2 separate regions of the Sus scrofa genome follow, and region 2 is linked to region 1. A link is a contact called in public HiChIP or PLAC-seq data. All regions are on one chromosome and are shown on one strand. Each heading gives the region's core, a stretch centred on a gene start, on an enhancer-like site or on the middle of the called end of the contact. The rest is flanking DNA. Distances are from core to core; before and after follow the strand shown.

The links. HiChIP or PLAC-seq counts read pairs in DNA pulled down with a chosen protein or histone mark.
Region 2: an H3K27ac HiChIP or PLAC-seq map of alveolar macrophages shows a contact between it and region 1, with 3 times the contacts expected there. The contact joins the promoter of PLIN2 here to the enhancer-like site in region 1. A contact is called at or near these places in 1 of 5 promoter capture datasets (liver), 18 of 47 Hi-C or Micro-C datasets (adipocytes, alveolar macrophages, embryonic fibroblasts and 11 more) and 2 of 2 datasets of contacts at active chromatin or transcription factors (alveolar macrophages and skeletal muscle).

The regions. Positions count from the first base shown.
Region 1 is chr1:203,642,085-203,649,135 of Sscrofa11.1, forward strand. No RefSeq gene overlaps it. Among named protein-coding and RNA genes, the nearest start is that of PLIN2, 38 kb to the right of the region's middle. Within about 2 kb of position 3,932, at least 13 of the 83 cell types and tissues checked have an H3K27ac peak or open chromatin away from gene starts, as enhancers often do. A contact at or near this core is called in alveolar macrophages and embryonic fibroblasts, where this site is marked.
Region 2 is chr1:203,680,216-203,687,266 of Sscrofa11.1, forward strand. It overlaps PLIN2 (perilipin 2), which reads left to right and starts at 3,832. Exons shown (of 8, transcript NM_214200.2): 1 at 3,832-3,884; 2 at 5,431-5,482; 3 at 5,569-5,764. The coding sequence starts at 5,453.

The DNA of each region.
Region 1 (7,051 bases), core at 2,682-5,181:
GTTCCTTGTCCATAGTTTCCTGGCCTGTGCTGGAAATGTGAGAGGTCAGACTTCCTAGGTGGCCAAACAGGAAAAAAAGAAGACAGTTCTAGCCAGGTACAGTACCTCCAGTGTTTCATCAATATTTTGCTCACCTTTGTCTAGAAGGACTCCAGTGCCAACTCTTAAGCCCTTTGTAATCCTAAAGTTCTTTAATAAAGCCACTTAAGGAGTTCCTGTCTTGGCACAGCAGAAACAATCAGACTAGGAATCATGAGGTTGCAGGTTTGATCCCTGGCCTCACTCAGCAGGTTAAGGATCCGGCGTTGGCTGTGAGCTGTGGTGTAAGTTGCAGATGAGGCGCCATTATGGCATTGCTGTGGCTCTGGCATAGGCCGGCAGCTGTAGCTCCGATTAGACCCCTAGCCTGGGAACCTCCACATGCCATGGGTGTGGCCCTAAAAAGACAAAAGACAAAAATAATAATAATAATAATAATAATAAAGCCACTTAACTTGGGCAAAGAAAAAAACATGATTTCATAGATGCTTTAAAAATAGGCATTTCTGGAGTTTCCATTGTGGCTCAGTGGTTAACAAATCCGACTAGGAACCATGAGTTTGCAGGTTTGATCCCTGGACTCCCTCAGTAGGTTGAGGCTCCAACGTTGCCGTGAGCTGTGGTGTAGGTCGCAGAGGCGGCTCGGATTTGGAGTTGTTGGGGCTCTGGCGTAGACCAATGGCTACAGCTCCAATTAGACCCCTAGCCTGGGAACCTCCATATGCCATGGGTGCAGCCCTAAAAAGACAAAAGGCAAAAAAAAAAAAAAAAAAAAAAAAGGCATTTCTAAAAGGACTGATTTTAGAAGTGATGGACCAGAATGCTTAAGAATCACCCACATAGCTTGTTCAAAATGCAAATCACCCCCTCTCCACATTCTGATTAAGTACATTTGGTGCAGAGATGGGGTGGGGTATCTGGGAACTTGCATTTGTTTCACCTAAAGTGATTCTAATGCAAATTGATCTGGGGGGACATTAGGATATCATTTGTTCTTTGTGTGTGTTTGTTTTTGGTTTTGGCCTCCAGGGATCAAACTCAAGCCAAAGCAGCGACAACTCCATATATTTAACCTGCTGCACCACCAGAGAACTCCCAGGATGTTACTTGTTTAATGAATGTACTGGAGAAAATGATAGACTGGAAAAGAAAGACATTTGCAACGTCCACCACTAACAGAAGATTTCACAGTCAGAAGAGCAGTTTTCAAAGTGTAGTTTCTGAACCTGTGTGACATCTGAGAATTTCCAGGAGCTTTGCAAGATCAAAAATGTTTTTATACCAATACAAAGCTTTTATTTGCCTTTTTTGTATGTTGACTTTTACACTCATTGTCCAAAATCAATGTTGGGTAAAATTGATGGCCTGGGTAACTTAGTGAATAGTGGTGTATTTACTGAGATTAAAAAAACATAGGAAGAATAGCCTAAGGGAAGGGAAGACTTTGATGTTGGACCTGCTGATTTGCTTTTTCTTTTTTTTTTTGGCTGCCCTGTAGCATGAAGAGTTCCTATCCCAGCTGCCATGCGAACTATGCCACAGCTGTAACTATGCCTTAACCCACTGCACTGGGCTGGGGATAGAACCTGCATCCTAGTGTTGTAGAGATGCCCACCCACACTATTGTGCCATGGCAGGGACTCTGGATGTGTTGAATTTGAGGTGCCTATTGGACATGCAGATGGCATTGGTCTGAGGCATTTATGGATCAGAAGCTTGGCAGAGTTCTGAACGAGACGTGTATTCAATGGATAATAATTACGTTTCTTTTTTACATACAGCCTGAATCTCCTGACTAGGTTAAATTTCCCTGATTTTTTCTTTTTGTTAAAATACACAGACAAGGACACACTTAACCATCTGTGTAAACTTGGGCAAGTTAAAAAGCCTCTCTTAAAGGTCTTTAGAAAACAAAAAACAAACAAACAAAAAAACCCCTCTTGGAGTTCTAGTCATGGCTCAGCGGTTAACGAACCCCAGTATCCATAGGGACACAGGTTTGATCCCTGGCCTTGATGGGTGGGTTAAGTACCCAGCATTGCTGTGGCTGTGGCTGTGGCTGTGGTGTAGGCCCATTTGACCCCTAGCCTGGAAACCTCCATATGCTGTGGGTGTGGCCCTAAAAAGACCAAAAAAAAAAAAAAAAAAGACTTTCTTAAAAGTCTAAAAAATCTGTGGTTGCTGAGGAGGAGGGGATGGGATGGACTGGGAGTTTGGGGTTAGTAGATGCAAACTATTATGTTTAGAATGAATATGCAATGAAGTCCTGCTGAATAGCACAGGGAATTATATTCAGTCTCTTGGGATAGAACATAATGGAGGATAATATGAGAAAAATAATGCATGTATGTGTATGACTGGATCACTTTGCTATACAGCAGAAATTGATAGAACATTGTAAATCAACTATACTGTAATAAAAAATTTAAAAAATAAAATTAGATTTTTTTCTTTTTTTTTTTTTTTTTTTTTGGTCTTTTGAGGGCCACACTTGCAGCACATGGAGGTTCCCAGGCTAGGGGTCTAAATGGAGCTGTAGCTGCCAGCCTATGCCAGAGCCACAGCAATGCCAGATCCGAGCCACATCTACGACCTACACCACAGCTCACAGCAACCCCAGATCCTTAACCCACTGAGAGAGGCCAGGGATCGAACCTGCAACCTCATGGTTCCTAGCCACAACGGGAACTCCTACAAAAAATCTTTTAAAAAGCCTCTCTGTTTCTCAATTTTCTTATCTATAAATTAGGATAAAGAATTTGTATTAAAGGGAGCTCCCGTTGTGGCTCAGTGGAAACGAATCCGACTAGGAACCATGAGGTTTTGGGTTTGATCCCTGGCCTTGCTCTTGGATTAAGGATCTGGCGTTGCTTTGAGCTGTGGTGTAGGTTGCAAATGCAGCTCGGATCTAGCGTTGCTGTGGCTGTGGTGTAGGCCGGCAGCTGTAGCCTTCAATGAGACCCCTAGCCTGGGAACCTCCATATGATACCGGTGTGGTCCTAAAAAGACGGAAAAAAAAAAAAAAGAATTTGTATTATAGGATTTCTGTGAGGATTAGAGAACGTCTTCTTTTTTTTCTTTCTTTTTTTTTGTCTTTTTGTCATTTCTTGGGCTGCTCCTGTGGCATATGGAGGTTTCCAGGCTAGGGGTCAAATCAGAGCTACAGCTGCCAGCCTACATCACAGCCACAGCAACACAGGATCCGAGCTACATCTGCAACCTACACCACAGCTCACAGCAACACCAGATCCTTAACCCACTGATTGAGGCCAGGGATCGAACCCTCAACCTCATGGTTCCCAGCCAGATTCCTTCCCACTGCACCAGGAGGGGAACTCCTCGCCAGCTATGTAGCTTTGGGCAAATTATTTCTCTCAGGAAGTAAATTTCCTCATTGATAAAATGAAGAGCTGGAATTCTGGCCTAAGATTTCTTCCAATTCTAATATTTTTTTCCCTTTATCATTCAGTGCACCACATAGAACGAATTAATTTTTTATTCAATCTTCCCGCTCTGTTCACAGGGGAAAAAAATAAGATTGTCTTTCCATAAGTCTAGGGGTAAACTTTCTTTTTTCATTGTGCTTATGAAACTGACAGCACTAATGGCCTGAACCTAGCCAGAACACAGATAGGGACTTGAACCCACATGCTGGGACTCGAACACAGCCTGAAGCCAGATTGGGACTTAAACCCATGGTTTTAAATTAGAATCACTCACCCTGTGTCTGGACTCACTGAGGTTCAGGTTCTTCATGTCTCTGCGGAGAAGGAATTCAGTGAGAGACAAAGTGATAGGCAAGAAGTAAATTTTTTAAGAGGATGCTTGTGAGATGTGCAAGCGGGTAGCCACGGAAGCTCTGCCTGGAGCATCCGGGTGGGGGAGGGGCCACAGATTTATTCTCCAAGGGGTGTGGGGGTTGGAAAAGCCTGCCTCGTCTTTTCTGGGAGCATAGCTCTTCCTTGGTGTCCGGTAAGATGTGTATTCAAATCAGCCGAAAGTGAGTCCTCAAACTCCTGCCCTTGGTCTGACTCTGAATGCAGGCCTCCTTCCATCCCCCCACCCAAAGACCTGAGGCAATTCTCATCCTCCACTAGTCAGGCAAGCCTGCCTTGTGCTGATGGCTTTCTTGCGCTGTTATTAACTTACAGTGATCTCCCAATGTCCCCTAAGTTTCCCTCTTTATCTATGGTCCTTTATCAGGACTCCTACAACTACTTGTGCCTACTCCCTTCCTAGCACTTATGTTTCTTCAAGGGATTTTTCCTTGAAAATAAAATACTGAAAATACTGACTTCTTTTTCCTATTTGGCCATTAGATGTCACTCAACATCCAGGAAGTGTAAGAAACCAGCTGTTCATCATAAAGCCACTGCTTGGTCCTCCAGGTCCTGGCCCTTCTCACTGTCTGCAGCGGTTTGCTTAGTCATTTATTGGAATTTGTGCATCAGTGTTTTGCCATATGTGGCCCGAAATCCCCTCAGCCATCTAGAAAATGCATTCTGCAAATTCCCTAATGTTGCCAATTACATCAACATACAGTTGTTGAACATCTGGTTTATGATCAAAGCACTCCATGGCAGAATTCCCACTCATCCTTCAAGGGCTTGCTGGAATGCCAACTCTTCTGTGGAGACTTATCTGGCTCTCTTCCTAACCCAGGGGACTGTAGAAAAATCTTTGTCACAATACTTTTGTATTGTGTTTATTTACAAACATCTCCCCAAATTCTAGAAAAGGTTATGAATCTCCTATTTAATAAAAGATATGCAGAGTTCCCATAGTGGTGCAGTGGTTAGCGAATCCGACTAGGAACCATGAGGTTGTGGGTTCGATCCCTGGCCTCACCCAGTGGGTTAAGGATCTGGCATTGCCATGGGCTGTGGTGTAGATCGAAGATGTGGCTCAGATCCCGTGTTGCAGTGGTTCTGGCGTGGACTGGCCACTACAGCTCCGATTTGACCCCTAGTCTGGGAACCTCCATACGCCCCAGGTGCAGCCCAAGAAAAGACCAAAAAAAAAAAAAGGTATGTATACTGGGAGTTCCTTTTGTAGCTCAGAGGGTTAAGAACCTGACTAGTATTCATGAGGATTCGGGTTTGATCCCTGGCCTTGCTCAGCAGGTTAAGGAAGCAGAGTTGCCTTGAGATGTGCCATAGGTCACAGATGCATCTTGGATTCGGAGTTGCTGTGGCTGTGGCTTGGGCCGGCAACTGAAGCTCCGGTGTAGCCCCTAGCCTGGGAACTTTCATATGCCACACATTTGTCCCGAAAAAAAAAAAAAAAAGATATGCACACTAAAACTATCAAGAAAACCCACGAAATTGTAGGAAATTGGCAGATATCCACAAATTTGATAACATATTTGGTTTAGGGTAATAGGCATCCTCATACATTCTTAGTGGAAGTATACACTAGTTTATACTTTCTGGAAGGCAATTTGGCACTCTATCAAAATTTTAAACAGAAATTCTTCTAGACATTTTCCCTAAAAATATAGGGTACTCAAACACATGAACAAATATCTGTGTAAGGAGATGTTCACCGCACAGTTGTTTGTGGTAGCTAAAGACTAGGACTGACCTAAATGTCTGTCAATAGGCGCTGGTTAAATTATACATCCTACAGTGAATTACCATGCAGTTGTTAAAAGGAGTATGTTTATAGGTACTGATAAAAATTATCTGTAAAATATGAGAAAATTGCTAGATGCAGAAAAGTGAAGCAAGTTGTAACAGTTACCATTTATTGAGCAGTTTATTTATTTATTTATTTATTTTTGTCTTTTCCAGGGCCGCACTCGTGGCACATGGAGGTTCCCGGGCTAGGAGTCTGATCAGAGCTACAGCCGCCAGCCTACGCCAGAGCCACAGCAACTCGGGACCGGAGCCATGTCTGCGGCCTACACAACAGCTCAGGGCAATGCCGGATCCTTAACCCACTAAGCGAGGCCAAGGATCAAACCCGCAACCTCATGGTTCCTAGTCAGATTCGTTTCTGCTGCACCACGACAGGAACTCCTATTGAGCCATTTAAAATGGAGTTTCTCATTTAATCTTCTAAAGACCCCAGAGATAGGCACTCACTCACACATTATAGATGAGAAAACAGGCAGAGAGAAATTAAATCTGTTGTTCAACTTCTAGCTACCGCTTGGAAGAACTAAGATTTAAATCCTGGTAGTCTGAATTTCAGAGCCCTTGCTCTTAATCACTATATCACATTCATGTGCAGGGAATAGATATATATATATAAGTGTCCTAGATACTTTTTAAAGGCAGGGTAATTATCTACATCACATGGATTCTTGACAGCCAGGCAACTGTGGCTGTATCTTGCAGGAGAACTGAGGGCCAATGGATCAAGGTAGAAGGGAGAGTTTTTTCCACATTCTACACAAGTCGTTCTCAGCCTTGGTTGCATATTAGAATCACCTGGAGAACTTTTAAAACTTCTGTTACCTGGGCCCAGTTTCGGTCAATTAAGTGAGAAACTCTGGGAGAAGGGCACAGGCACTGGCATTGTTTTCAAAGCTTCCCATGTGATTCTAACATGAAGCTGGCATTAAGAACCACTTACTAGGGCACTCCCTGTGGCATAGCAGCTTAAGGATCAGGCATTTTCATTACTGTGGCTCTGGTCACTGGTGTGGGACCAGAGCCACAGTAGTTCAGCGGGTTCAGTCTCTGGTCTGGGAACTTCCACATACTGCAGGTGTGGCCAAAAAGCAAGCAAACAAAAAACCCTACTACTTTCTAAAACTCTTGAACTATTTGACTTTTTTTATTTTTATTTTTAAATTTTTGTCTTTTTAAGGCCACGCCCACAGCATTTGGAGGTTCCCAGGCTAGGGGTCTAATTGGAGCCTCAGCCACCAGCCTACGCCAGAGCCACAGCAACACCAGATCCGAGCCACATGTGCGACCTATACCAAAGCTCACAGCAATGCCGGATGCCTAATCTACTGAGCAAGGCCAGGGATCCAACCCACAACCTCATGGTTTCTAGTTGG
Region 2 (7,051 bases), core at 2,582-5,081, 38 kb after region 1:
CTGGCAACAGTCTGTTTATTCTCTCTCATTGTTGGATAATATCCTCAGCCTTTTATTTTGAAATATTTAAATCCCCCAAAAGGTTGAAAAACTAGTACATATAATGAATACCCATATACCCTTTACTTAGAACATGAAGGACTATTATTATTTCCTTTTATAAGTTAAGAAACTAAGGCAAAAGACAATTAGGTAACTAGCTCAGGTTATGTCCCTGGGATCTAGTCTCACCTAGCTTGCTTCATAGTTGGTCATGACTGGGCAAATCGGGTAACTTCTCTGAGACTGATTCTTATTATTTAGATGGGAGTAATAATTTCCATCCTTTGAGTTTCCAAAATGGTGTGAGTTTCCAGATTATTGTGGCGCTCAAATAAGAAGGAACATGGGAAAGTGCTAGGTAAGAGAAAAGTGGTGTAACTAAAAAAGGTATTGCGAAGGCGTTCCTTTTGTGGCATAGCAGAAACGAACCCAATTAGTGTCCATGAGGATGAGGGTTTGATCCCTGGCCTTGCTCAGTGGGTCAAGGATCTGGCATTACCCGGAGCTGTGGTGTAAGTCGCAGACTCCGCTTGGATCCCATATTGCTGTGGCTGTGGTGTAGGCCAGCAGCTACAGCTCTGATTAGACCCCTAGCCTGGGAACTTCCACATACCTCAGGTGCAGCCCTAAAAAAGATTTAAAAAAAAAAAAAAAAAAAGTATTGTTAAAAATGTAGGCTCCTGGGCTTCACCCCCTGCAGTTTCTGGTTCAGTAAGTATGAAATAGGAGGCAGCATGTTTAACAAACACCTTAGGTGATTCTGACGCAGGAGTCCCAAGACCACCTATGAAAAACCACTTCCATACACAAAGGTTCTCAGACTTTAGACACTAAGGGTTCCCTGGTGGCTCAGTGGGTTAAAGATCTGGTATTGTCAACTGCTGTCATTCAGGTGTGATCCTTGGCCCTGGGAACTCCCACATGCCTCAGGCTTGGCCAAAAACAAAACAAAACAAAAACTTTAGAGACTATCAGAACCACCTGGATGACTTGGGTGCTATTCTTACCCTTAGCTCCATGTTCTCCCAGACTTCCTGAAGATGAAAGAGTAGGAGGTACAGAATTTGGTGTACCTTATCCTTTGGATGCTTGGAGAGTCTGGCCTCTAAGAGTCTCTGGAGCCCTCTCCTAATAAGAAGAAACCTTGATTATTCTTAAAGAGGGCAAGTGACTCACAGGGTTAAAACAGACAGAAAGTTGGAGGCATTTGTAGGTGAAAGGGCAAGAATCCTCTGTTGTAAAATAAGAGAAGTCAGATTCGTGAGAGGTAAAAAAACAATCCACAGTCAACATTCAAAATCCAGTATATGCCTGCCATTTTACCTCAGGGTGGAGATAGAATAACAGCAGGCACACTAAACATCTGCTGAGAGTACCAACAAAGACTGAACGGCAAAAAGAAGAGAAAAAGTTAATAATATGATTGCTTAAAGCATTGAAGATGTCAAAATAGAAAAAAAGAAAAGAAAAATGTGGACTTCCTAACAGCTATTTTATGGTAATACTTATATTTTGTTTTGAATTACCTAGTTTGTGTGGGGGAGGTGGGGGAGATACCATAATAGTTTTTTCCCTTGCTGGGGACCTCTAGACATCTTCAGTCATGTAGAAGGGATAATTTTTTTTTGCGGGGGGGGGGGGTCGCACCATGGCAAATGGAAGTTCCCAGACTAGAGGTCAAATCAGAGCTGCAGCTGCCGGTCTATACCACAGTCACAGCAACAGCCAGATCTGAGCTATGTCTGCAACCTATACCAGAGCTGGCAGCAACACCCAATCCCTAACCTCCTGAGTGGGGTCAGGGATGGAACACAAGTCCTTATGGATACTAATCAGGTTCATTACTCCAGAGCCACAACAGGAACTTCGAAGGAATACATTTTTAATAGATCAGTTTGGCTCTTTAAATATGAGAAACTATCACTGTGCAAGCAGCATTAGTTAAAAAAAGTAATTCATGTGAATGCCTTTAGGGTTTCCCACAGTTCAAACCCCATAGCTTGACAAACAAAACTCCCTGCCAGGCTCCGACACCATCACACCTACACGAGTCCCCCCCCCATCCTGGAGACTGAGGACCTGATGCCAGCAATCCCTGAATCTCCCATTTGTCCTCTATCCTTTACCTTCCCCAGGAGAGAACTGGGGAGGCTGAGGCCCCGGGGCAATGTCATCAGATCCCCAGCCATTCACCGTGGCAAGGTCCACACAAACCCTCTTCTGCTTGGGGTGGTTGCGTAACTTGTTTGCTCATACAAGTTTGTTCAAGTCCTTGCCTTTTACACAAGAAAAAACTGGGGCTCATAGGATGATGACTTTGTTTCTTATTTTTGGCCATGCCAGTGGCATGTGAAAGATCCCTGGCCAGGTATGAAACCCACACCGCAGCTGTGACCAAGCCACAGCAGGAGGACTACAGGGGACCCGTAACTTCCTGAGCCACCAGAGAAATTTTTTTTTTTTTTTTTTTTTTTTTTTTTGGACACGTATGGAGTTCCCTGGCCAGGGATCAGATCCAAGCCGCAGCTGCGGCAACATCCTTCCCACCCCGTCCTTAACACACTGTATCAGGCTAGGAATCCAACCAATGTCTCAGCGCTGGCAAGTCGCTGCAGAGCCTGTTGGGCCCACAGCAGGAACTCCCACTAGGGAACTTTTTTTTTTTTTGGCCTTTTGCCATTTCTAGGGCCACTTCTGCGGCATATGGAGGTTCCCAGGCTAGGGGTCGAATTGGAGCTGTAGCCGCCGGGCCTAAGCCAGAGCCACAGCAACACGGTCTGAGCAGCGTCTGCGACCTACACCACAGCTCACCGCAACGCGGGATCCTTAACCCACTGAGCAAAGCCAGATCGAACCCGCAAACTCCTGATGATTTGTTTATTTAAAAAGAAAACGCATAACCCACAACTTTTTAAAAAAGAGGTCATCCTGCATAGTAAACATAGGCAGCAATCACCCCAGGGTGATTTTAGTCTTGATGAGGAAACAAAAGAGACTGAGGGTAGTCTCACAACTTTTGGAAATTCCGATTCAACTTTAAATTAGGCAGATGTTTGAGGAACTGATTTTATTTATTTATTTATTTATTTTTTGTCTTTTTTTTTGTTGTTGTTGTTGTTGCTATTTCTTGGGCCGCTCCCGCGGCATATGGAGGTTCCCAGGCTAGGGGTTGAATCGGAGCTGTAGCCACCGGCCTACGCCAGAGCCACAGCAACGCGGGATCCGAGCCGTGTCTGCGACCTACACCACAGCTCACGGCAACGCCGGATCGTTAACCCACTGAGCAAGGGGCAGGGACCGAACCCGCAACCTCATGGTTCCTAGTCGGATTCGTTAACCACTGCACCACGACGGGAACTCCAGGAACTGATTTTAAAGTCTAAAGAGCAGCAAAACCGCAATCTCTACAGATCCTTCCTGGGTTGGAATTTCACAAAACTGTAGGACTTATTTCCTTGCTATAAGTAACAGTCTAGACGCCACCGTTACCATTTTTAAAGACAGTTCTACTCCGAGGACTGATAGAAATCAACAGTTTAGTTACAGGCTGTCCCCAACACTCCTCCACCGCCTTTTGCAAAGCAACTACGCCTGCGTAGGCGCTGGCGCATTTTTGCCGGGCGCTGGGCCCCTCAGCTCTCCTGACTTAGGCAGGGCCCCCGCCAACGCAGGACAGACCCCGCCCCCGCCAAAGGCGCGCAGCTGCCTCTAAGGTCTCGGATTTCAAGAGGCCTCGGGTCACGTGGTGCGGGGCGGGTTATAAAGCCAGGCGCTGTAGGGCCCAGCTCTGTTGACTGCCGCGCTGATTTCCCGGGCTCTCGACTCTAATTTGCTGCTGGTCGGTGGGTGTGCGCCTCTTTCTGTGGTTTCTCCTGGCTGCTCGGCGCCGGCGGGCTTCAGGCTGGTCTCTCGCGGCCTCACGGCGGTTTCCGGCCCCGGCTGGGAAGGGGCGGTCTCCTGGGCTTGCGCTTTCCACCCTCGCTTTTGATGGTTGAGGCTTCTTTTCTGGCCGCTGCTATAGTGCGGTTGTAGCTTCTTGGCTTGGTTGCGGGTTAACAGTTTCCATTTGTTCCGAAAGGACATTATTAAAAGGAAACGCGGGAGAAAATCGTCTTAAGCCAGAATTTTCTGGGGGTACGCAGTGACATGCCGGCCTATTGATACTGGCCTTCAGCGTGGTTCTTGTTTCATGTAAAACACACTCTTGGCGGCAGTGTGAACTTACTGGCCTGGAAGTGATGGACAGAGGGTGTTCGGGTTCCTTCCTTCCCAGTTCTGCTGCTCAGCTGTAGGGCTGTTTGGTGTGGCTGTGGGTCGTTGGGGACAATAAGTTGACATTTAAAAGCGTCCTGAAAATTTTTTCTGTTCTTCGGAGCACTCCGTTTCTCCTGTGCTTAATGTCCTTTGAACTAGTTTCAGCCCTTTGACAAAGAATAAATTCCCCTCAAAGTGCTTCTTCTTGATCGTCTTGACTATCCAAGACGTCTTCTACTTGAAAGGCAGCTTTAGTTTTAACATGGATTTTTTTTTTTTTTTTTGGGGTCTTTTTCTAGGGCCGCACCCGCGGCACAGGGAGGTTCCCAGGCTAGGGGTCTAATTGGAGCTACAGCCGCCAGCCTGCGCCCGAGCTACAGCAACTCCGGATCCGAGCAGTGTCTGCAACCTACACCACAGCTCATGGCAAGGCCGGATCCTAACCCACTGAGCGAGGCTAGGGATTGAACCCGCAACCTCATCGTTCCTAGTCGGATTCGTTAACCACTGAGCCACGATGGGAACTCCTTAACATGGATTTTTACTTGGTTAGCATTTTTGCCCACAGATAGTTCTCTTCCAAAGGCATCTCAAATGTCCTGGTGGGGAAAATATTGAATTGTACACTTTAAGTGGGTGAATTATACACGTGAGCTCCGAAGCATCTGGGAATGTATTTACCCAGGGGAGAGTTCTGAGAGTCAGAGGGTGGGAAGAAGTGCCAGCTACCCTTAACTTCATCTCTGTTCTCCTTCCTTTGCTTGAAACTAGCTTTTGCTTTGGTTGGGGGTGGAATTTGGGAGAGTCTTTTTTTTTTTTTTGTCTTTTTTGTTGTTGTTGTTGTTGCTATTTCTTGGGCCGCTCCCGCGGGCATATGGAGGTTCCCAGGCTAGGGGTTGAATCAGAGCTGTAGCCACCGGCCTACGCTAGAGCCACAGCAACGCGGGATCCGAGCCGCGTCTGCAACCTACACCACAGCTCACGGCAACGCCGGATCGTTAACCCACTGAGCAAGGGCAGGGACCGAACCCGCAACCTCATGGTTCCTAGTCGGATTCGTTAACCACTGCGCCACGACGGGAACTTCGGGGAGAGTCTTATTACAATGTCCTGAAATAAATTTCTCTTCCACAGATTTCTTACTCCAGGAAGAAACATGGCATCCGTTGCTGTTGAATCACAACCGGTAGGATTTTTAAATAGCTGTTTCTTGATTCCGTTACCTCCCCCGTGTGTTTTGGAAGTTAACACCTCTCTCCCCCTTGGTTGCAGAGTGTGGTGACAAGGGTGGCCAACCTACCCTTGGTGAGCTCCACGTATGACCTTGTCTCCTCGGCTTATATCAGTACAAAGGATCAGTATCCCTACTTGAAGTCTCTGTGTGAGATGGCAGAGAAGGGCGTCAAGACCATCACCTCCGTGGCCATGTCCGGTGCTCTCCCTATCATCCAGAAGCTAGAGCCTCAGAGTAAGTTCCCATTTCCCCTCACAATTTAGTCCCAGGTATTCAGGAGTGAGCCTGAAGCTGGCCTGAATATTATAAATGTCTGTGTTGGGCCCTAAGCACACAATAGCTATGCTAGGGAATCCTCAGCCTTTTCTGAAGTACATGTGTCCTTTACTGGAAAAACTGCCAGATGAACCCTCAGTGTTATGGAAGCTTCCACAATGTTATGGAACCCTCATTGCCGCTTCATAGCAATGGCAGATGCTATGATACTAAAAAAAAAAAAAAAAAAATCCCCCAGAGATGCTTCTACATTGGGAACTGAGATAACAAGGGAACCCAGAGAAAGAGCTAACTTTCTTGGGACTACACAGTATACATGAACTGTTTAAAATAAATAAATAACAACATATAATTCACCCACTTAAAGTATATAATTCAGTGGTTATTAATACATGCAGAGTTATGTGGACATTACTATGATCAATTTGAGAACATTTTCATAACCCTAGAGAGAAACCTCATGAATTTCTGTTTGGTTTGATGAAAAAGTCCTAGAAATGATGGTGGTAATTGTTCCCCAATATTGTGAATGAATTTAATGCTAGTGAATTGTACACTTAAAAATAGTTAATAGGGGAGTTTTCTGGTTGGTGCAGTGTGTTAAGGATCCAGCTTTGCTACTGCTGAGGCTCAGGTCACTGCTGTGGCATGGTTTCCCTGGCCCAGGGAACTTCTCTATGCTGTGGGGCACAGCCAAAGAGAAAAAAAAAATAGTTAAAATGGTGAAGTTTTTAAATGTATATTTTACTACAATTTTTTTTAAAAAGAAAGAAACCATATGCTCATTTGCAGTCACTCCCCATCCCCCTCACCTTCCTTAAGGCAGCTACTAATCTACTTTCTGTTTATAGATTTGCATACTCTGGCCATTTAATATAAACAGAATCAAAATACATGGTCTTTCCTGACTGGCTTGTTTTCACTTAGCATAAGGTTTCAAGGTGTATCTAAATTGTAGCATTTCAGTATTACATTCCTTCTTAATATGGAATAACATTCTATTGTGTGGATATGTCACATTTTATTCATTGATCAGTTGTTGGATGTTTGGTTTGTTTCTTTTTGCCTATTATGAATAATGAATGCAACTGTGAACACTTACAAGTTTTTGTGTGTCCATGTGTTCTCAATTCTTTTGGGTATATATACACTTAGGAGTGGAATTTACAATTTATCCACATTATAAACTGCTTTTCAATAAAAGTTTAAAATCACCCCCTAAGAAAGTTCCTGTTGTGGCTGAGC